Linked DNA regions of Mus musculus: region 1 is linked to region 2. Evidence: chromatin contacts called from public Hi-C data. All regions are on one chromosome and are shown on one strand. Each heading gives the region's core, a stretch centred on a gene start, on an enhancer-like site or on the middle of the called end of the contact. The rest is flanking DNA. Distances are from core to core; before and after follow the strand shown. Region 1 has its middle 21 kb from the start of Kalrn. Region 2 overlaps Kalrn (kalirin, RhoGEF kinase).

Evidence for each region. Hi-C and Micro-C count contacts between places; a contact is called where the count stands out from the background.
Region 1: a Hi-C map of the N1E-115 cell line shows a contact between it and region 2, with 2.7 times the contacts expected there. The contact joins two enhancer-like sites. A contact is called at or near these places in 3 of 484 Hi-C or Micro-C datasets (the N1E-115 cell line, embryonic fibroblasts and nephron progenitors) and 1 of 115 datasets of contacts at active chromatin or transcription factors (fibro-adipogenic progenitors).

What each region holds. Positions count from the first base shown.
Region 1 is chr16:34,533,773-34,536,875 of GRCm38.p6, forward strand. It overlaps a transcript of Kalrn not described here. Among named protein-coding and RNA genes, the nearest start is that of Kalrn, 21 kb to the left of the region's middle. Within about 2 kb of position 1,494, at least 12 of the 459 cell types and tissues checked have an H3K27ac peak or open chromatin away from gene starts, as enhancers often do. A contact at or near this core is called in the N1E-115 cell line and fibro-adipogenic progenitors, where this site is marked.
Region 2 is chr16:34,371,205-34,374,654 of GRCm38.p6, forward strand. The region is part of intron 3 of Kalrn (kalirin, RhoGEF kinase); the gene reads right to left. Among named protein-coding and RNA genes, the nearest start is that of Kalrn, 140 kb to the right of the region's middle. Within about 2 kb of position 1,402, at least 71 of the 459 cell types and tissues checked have an H3K27ac peak or open chromatin away from gene starts, as enhancers often do. A contact at or near this core is called in the N1E-115 cell line and fibro-adipogenic progenitors, where this site is marked.

The sequences.
Region 1 (3,103 bases), core at 244-2,743, 160 kb after region 2:
ACTTACAAAGATCAATCAGACAACAATGAAGAAAGCAGACAGAGGAGTCAGGCTTGAAGCCTACTGCAATTGTCTCATTGTTGTGTCCTGAAACTCGTGAACAGAGAACATGGCAGCAGGGCTAGAAAGGGGGTTCAGAAGTGAGGAATTCCAGGGGAAGGGTAGAGACGATCAAGGGTGATCCCAAAGTGTGTTCCTGAGTGTCACGACATGGAAGCTTGTCATGAGAAGAGGAGGGAGGAGTGGGGCGTGCAGATAAATTATATCCTTGGGAGCTTCAAGCCAGCTCTTCCCCATTCCCACCTCTCCCTAAGCATTCTTTCTATCTTCAGGGCCCTTCTCAGCATCCCTAACCGTCTCCAATCAACTCACCAAAGCAGAGAAGCAGGAATGGGGCAGGGGACATTATGTCACTGAACATTTCATGTCTATGCTCCCCTGGCCAACACAGCCAGCAGAGACAATGCCTAGTCAGGGGCCTGAGGAAGGAATTCTCCTTCACTGACTTCCTGACCTTGGACCAGAAGCTCTGTCTCTCTGGATCTCGGTTTTGTTTTGTTTTGTTTTGTTTTGTATCTGTAAAATCTGAGTTTGGACCAGAATAAAAAGTTGCAAGCTTGGATATGCATAAGTCAAACTCATCCACAAATAGACTGTTTCATCAGCATAATAATATACTTTAATAGAATTAGCGTCCATACTTGAAAACCTGGCCACTTCACAAAGACAGAGTGTCTCTGCAGCCCTTCCAGAAGCACCTACAGTTGGCTGGGCCCCACATTCCTACATGTCCTGCATCAGGTGAAACCAGCTAGAACCCACTGTTCCTCTCAGGTAGGGCACCACCCTTTAGTTTAGCATAGAGTGCCCCACCCCTCCCCTCCCCTCCTAAAGGTGGTTGCTCATCATTTAGTCCTCTCCTCTCCTCTCCTCTCCTCTCCTCTCCTCTCCTCTCCTCTCCTCGCCTCGCCTCGCCTCGCCTCGCCTCGCCTCGCCTCGCCTCGCCTCTCTCTCTCTCTCTCTCTCTCTCTCTCTCTCTCTCTCTAATTTTGTTGTTTTTGTTTTGTTTTCAAGATCGGGTTTCTCAGTGTCCTGGAACTCACTCTGTAGACCAGACTGGCCTCAAACTCAGAGATCTGCCTGTGCATGCCTCTGCCCCCTGAGTGCTAAGATTAAAGGCATGTGCTACCACCACCACCACCACCACCACCACCACCACCACCACCACCACCACCACCTGGCCAGCCGGCCAGCCATTATTGGCCATTTTAATCAGTACACTTATGGTCTGTCCCCAACAGGCATCTGTGTTCATAGCCCCTGGAGAAGATCATTTAAAACGCCAGCAAAGTAAGGCCCAGGAATGAGGGGCAAGAAACTAAAGTACAGAGGGCTAACGGTGAATTCTCCACAACGGGGCATGTAGGCTGCTCAGTGGAGCTGCAGGCTTCTGCCACAACTGATAAGGATTCGCTCACAAGTGTGTCAAGCCTGCCCACTCCCCCTCCCTGACATACACCCCACCAAGGAGGCGCAAGGCCAGATGACATCAGCCTTGGGCACAGTCAGAGAAACCCCATCATGAAGCAATTTGTTTCCCCAGCCACTCTAATTTAACAATTAGCTTAACAACCCTGGGCAGGCACTTGCTGCAGAAGCAGGAACCGATTCTGATCGGTGTCAACTTCAGCCTGGAAAGGGACTCCACCCCTTCCCCAACCCCACTGCCCTTGCTTCACAAGGTCCTCACTCAGACACGGTCTGGATATCTCAGAAGATATCTAGACTAATTATCCCTGAGACTCCAGTTGGCTTTTCCTGTGCCACTGAAGCCCCTCTCTCTAAGTTGGCCCTGCAGAATTTTGACCTAATCCATGAAGCATGTTGGGCCAGAATGCTCAAAGGCTTCCTTCTGTGGCTCTTTGAGGGTAGAGGTGCTAGAAGGATCCCTGAATGTAGATGATGGTACACACAGAGAAGCACACCTCAGGACTGGCAGCTTGAGACATCCAGGGTACACACACAGCTTACCAGAGGACAAGCCTCAGAGCTGAACTCACCCTAACCCAGACAGCATATTCAGTATCCCCCCGCCTCACCCCCCACATCATCAGAGGACCTCTGGGGGTGATTCAAGATGCTCCTTCCCTCAGCTTGTCCTGCTCCTAACCTCAAGACCTTTCTCAAGCTGCACCCTAAACCCGAATGTCAAGGTTCAGAGAGAGACAGATGGAGATGTTGTAAAGCAGAAATTGAAAAAAAAAAAAGAAATGTTGATAATGTCATAAGTCCACAGTAACCTGGAGGCTATTTTAAAATACAGAATTCTAGGATAGATGGGGTTAGGCCAAGGCCTAAAATAGCAGACCCTCAAAGAGGAAAGCATCCCCGTGTGACTAGGTAGACATTTCAAAGAGACAGAGGAGGAAGAAATGGCATGTAAAAATGGAACAACAACTCCGGAAATTAACCAGGCCAAAGATAAAACTAAGGGTGTCCAGTGCCATACAGGGATCTTTTTATTCTATCAAAGGGAGACGGTAGGGCAGAGCCAGTTGGTGACGCTATGGTACAAGGCATATCCTAGAGAATAAAGGGTTCTTCTTGACTTACCCTCCACATCAGGCAAGAGAGAAGCTGGTGCTGAGCCTGTAACCAGTGGAACCTGCCTGACAAGGGAGCTGTAAATAAGTCACCAGGACCATATGGCATCTGCCTGAGTCCTGAAGGAATTCAAGGGTGAAATTGCAGAGCTGATGCCCAAAATGTGTAACCTCTGATTACCAAGTCACTCACGCTTGCCATTGGCAGTGCGCCCATACAGTTCATTCATAAGACAGGGAGCCAGTGAAGCCTCATCTTCATACCGGGCAAACGGACAGAGAAGGGACTCAGAGGAGCCCTACTAAGCACATGAACCACTTAGAGCTGTGGTTCTCAACCTTCCTAATGCCGCGACTCATTAATACCTTTCTTCATGTCATGGAATAATCATAAAATTATTTCTGTTGCTACTTCATAACTGTAATTTTGCTACTGTTACGGATCATTATGTAAGGACCTCTGTTTTCTGGTAGTCTCAGAAGAACTCTGTGAAAGGGTC
Region 2 (3,450 bases), core at 152-2,651:
AGAAAGGAAAAAGATTATCCATCCTGAAGATGTTCAAAGAGTCCTGGTAAAGGGACTTGCAAAGAGCTCTGGGACCAGTGTGAGAAGGGTGGGCGCAGTGGAGGCATGCAGCCTCCCAGAGGAGAAACCACCCTTCCTCCTGCAAGAGGCCATCCAGCTTGTGGCACCACCCCATGCAGCCTTTGTCATTAGCAAGGTCTTTTCAGCTGGACTCTGAAGGAGCTTCTGTTCACAAAGGAGGAAGGACACTGGCAGCGGCAGCTGGCCCAAGATGTGGTGGAAGAAGGAACTGCCCTCTCCGAGAGAAGACTGCCTTGGACACTCAGGAACACTGCAGCCACTGCCCATCTGCAAGGCTAGGAGGCCGCAAGTTCAGGGGCAGGTGGGATGGGAACAGACATGGTTGCCTAGGGCATGACCTCTCTCCTTTTCTTCCTGTTACTCAGAACATGAAGCAGAAAGGAAATGGACACCAAAGCAGTGGATGGAAAGAAAGAAAAGAACAATCTGGAAACTGATGTCTCTGTCCTCCCCTCTGCCTCCCTCTCCCTCTGCAGCAAACCAGAGCCTTGCACCTACACTTTCTCTTCACCTGCCAGTCTGACCAAGTCTGAAGGATGGAAAAACCTGTTTTAACCTAAAGAAAGCAACATAATTACTAATCACACCTGTGAGTAACAGGCCAAGAGAGAGTTCCCATGTGACTAGTAAGCTGGACACATTTTGGTTTAATATTTCCCCCTGATTCCAGAAATACAACCAGACCATGAGCCTTCCTGAAGGCAAAACCTGGAGCCCCCTAACTCTCCCAAATAGTCTGCAATTGAGCAGAAAGGGCCATATGATCATTTGACAAACCCCTTGGGATTGGTGTATGTAAGCAACTGTCCTGAGAACTCACAGAACGGATAAAGTTCTCCATGGTAGTCAGGGCTGGGCAGTGTGAGGAAGGGCTGGCCCTACTGCAAGTCTACTACACGGAGTTTCTCTTCAGCTGGCCAGTTAGAAAACCTGGATTTCCGGTATCCCAATCTGGAAATCAAGGATGTTCTCTTCCCACAGAGAACCAGGATGGGGTGTGTCACAACACCGGGGTCAGACTTTGGCTCAGGCACCACGCCAAAACCCAGCACACGAATGACGGGTGATGGGAACAGATAAAATTCCAGCTGTGGACAGAACAGTATGAGAGATGTGAGGGAGAAAATGCTCCGGCATGAGGGCCTTGGAGCTCTCCAAGCCAGCCGTGGTCCTCAAGTGACCTAACAGAACTGGGAGTTAGGAGAGAAGGAGGCTCTGGGAGAAGAGAAGAGGCGGGGCCATCAGGACACACACTGGGATTACATCAGTATATTATCCGGAAACATATCTGTCCCTGCTGAGTCACCACACTGACGACAGAGTACTCTGTCTGGGCTCTGGGAGAACGGTCTGTCATCCTTGCTCAGTTTAGGAGCAGCAGCACCTCCTCAGGGAGACAGGCCACTCCTGTGCCTCCAGGCTTCTGCATGCTTCCGCCGGAAAAGGGCTTGACAGGGGACAGGAGATGTCCTGAAGGAGGCTTAGTCTGGTGACTTCAGGCTGGCATGACTCCCTAGTACTGGCTCTGAGGAGTTTAGGAGTGAGGCTCTTTTACCTGGGTGCTCTGCAAACTTAGAGACAAGTAGTAAGAACCCTGCTAACGCTTTCTACTCATAAGGACTCATGTCCTATGGACAATCTGACCTCATGAAAAGACTTGACCTTAGACCTGCTATCTGTGGCAAACTAGGCTTAATGGCCCTTTTCAATTTATGTTCATCCAATACTGGACGGATGAGGGAGAAGTGTGGAACAGATCTTATCTAAGGCAGCTCTGAACATCATGAGACAGTGGGCAAACGGCTCTCAGTAGAGGATAGCAACACACAGAAACGCCCTGGGGAGCGCTGTTTCTCCCATGTTCTTGCCTTCCGAGTGCAAAGAGGAAAAACAGTGTTTAGAAGGAAAGGTTTGAAAAGACAAATGAAGCCTTTCTCTCCAGCTCTGGCTGCTGAGAGTGAATGAAAGCTGTGGGCGCCCTGAGAGGTAGCACGGGACTTCTGCTCTGCTACGAAGGAAGGCAAGCCGGTGGCTGAGCTCTGCTTTTCTCTAGCTGCTCAAAATACGATTTTATAAAAGAAAGGTAGGGATTATTACATATATGCTATGTTCTTTAAGCAGATTTCCCCCCAAATAACATCATTATAAAATGCCTAGTTTCAGCTGGCGATTGTATGTCTAAGCTAGCCATTTCCACATGCAGTATTTTATTTGAATTTACTACATTTATCAGAGGAAACTTGTAGTAAACCTATGTTGTAGTGGACAAACAGTAATTATCTATGGTTACTTAAATTTTAGTATTTAATAAAAGTGTTTAAAGTAGAGCTGGCAAACATGAGACCTGATGCACCAAGGAGAGAACATTACAATTTGGAGCCTCTCGCCTTCCCACCAGCAGAGCTAAGGTAGTCTACCACTTGGTGGCGGCATACCTGAGTTGCCAAAAGTCTTTAAGGAAGGCAGCCTCTGTATAAAACCAGTGTCCAGGAGCATCAGTATCTCGTGGATGCTTGAGAGCATACACTACTCTGAAGGCCAACGAAGGGCAGAGCAAAAAACCTAACCAATGATGATTCTGGGAAGTAATGAATGGGAAATGTGCTGGCAATGTCCCTGAAATGGGGGGAGGGAACAGCACCAAATCTGTTGCCAAGGAAGAAAAGCAACCCCCTTACTGCTGCTCAGCATCTGTATTCAAGGATGCTGCTCCTTGTTTCCATCACACCCACTGAATGAGTCCTGGCTAAATTCAAATCACCCTGATTACCTAGCATGAACGTCAGGAAGGCCTGAATGCACTGGGTCTTATTTCTTCTGACATTGAAGTTTACCTAATCAAGGTTACAGCGGACACACTTCAGCCTCTTAATCAGCCTGCTCGGGAAGAGCTATGGACTCCAGCAGCTTAAATGAGATGTTAAAGACCACACCCGAGCTACCCAGAGTTGAACTCCCAGGATGCCTCACATTCTCCATAGAGGGCAAATGAGGTCTCTAGTTCAGCTGGGCATAGAGAGCTTGGCAGCTTTCGCTGAGCCAAGGCAGGGATTGACAATTCAGCTAGCTGACAAATGAAAACAGAAATGGAGAGAGAGAAGATAAAAAGAAAAACCCAAAGATTCACCAAGGACACAAAAATCTGGCCTTTGCTGTATATCACACCAGCTCTGAACACTACTGTGAGGCCTCTGTTAAGGGGCCATGCTGTAAGTAAGGATGTCCTTTGCCTCGAAGACTCAGAAGCACAAGTCCTGTGATCAACCCCTAGCCTTTACACAGCCAGGATCAGGCCTAGCTGTGTAATGTGTGCTAGGTTTTCTTCACAATGGTGGGGACAATGTTTGGACAGTGTTTCCTGGACAGCGG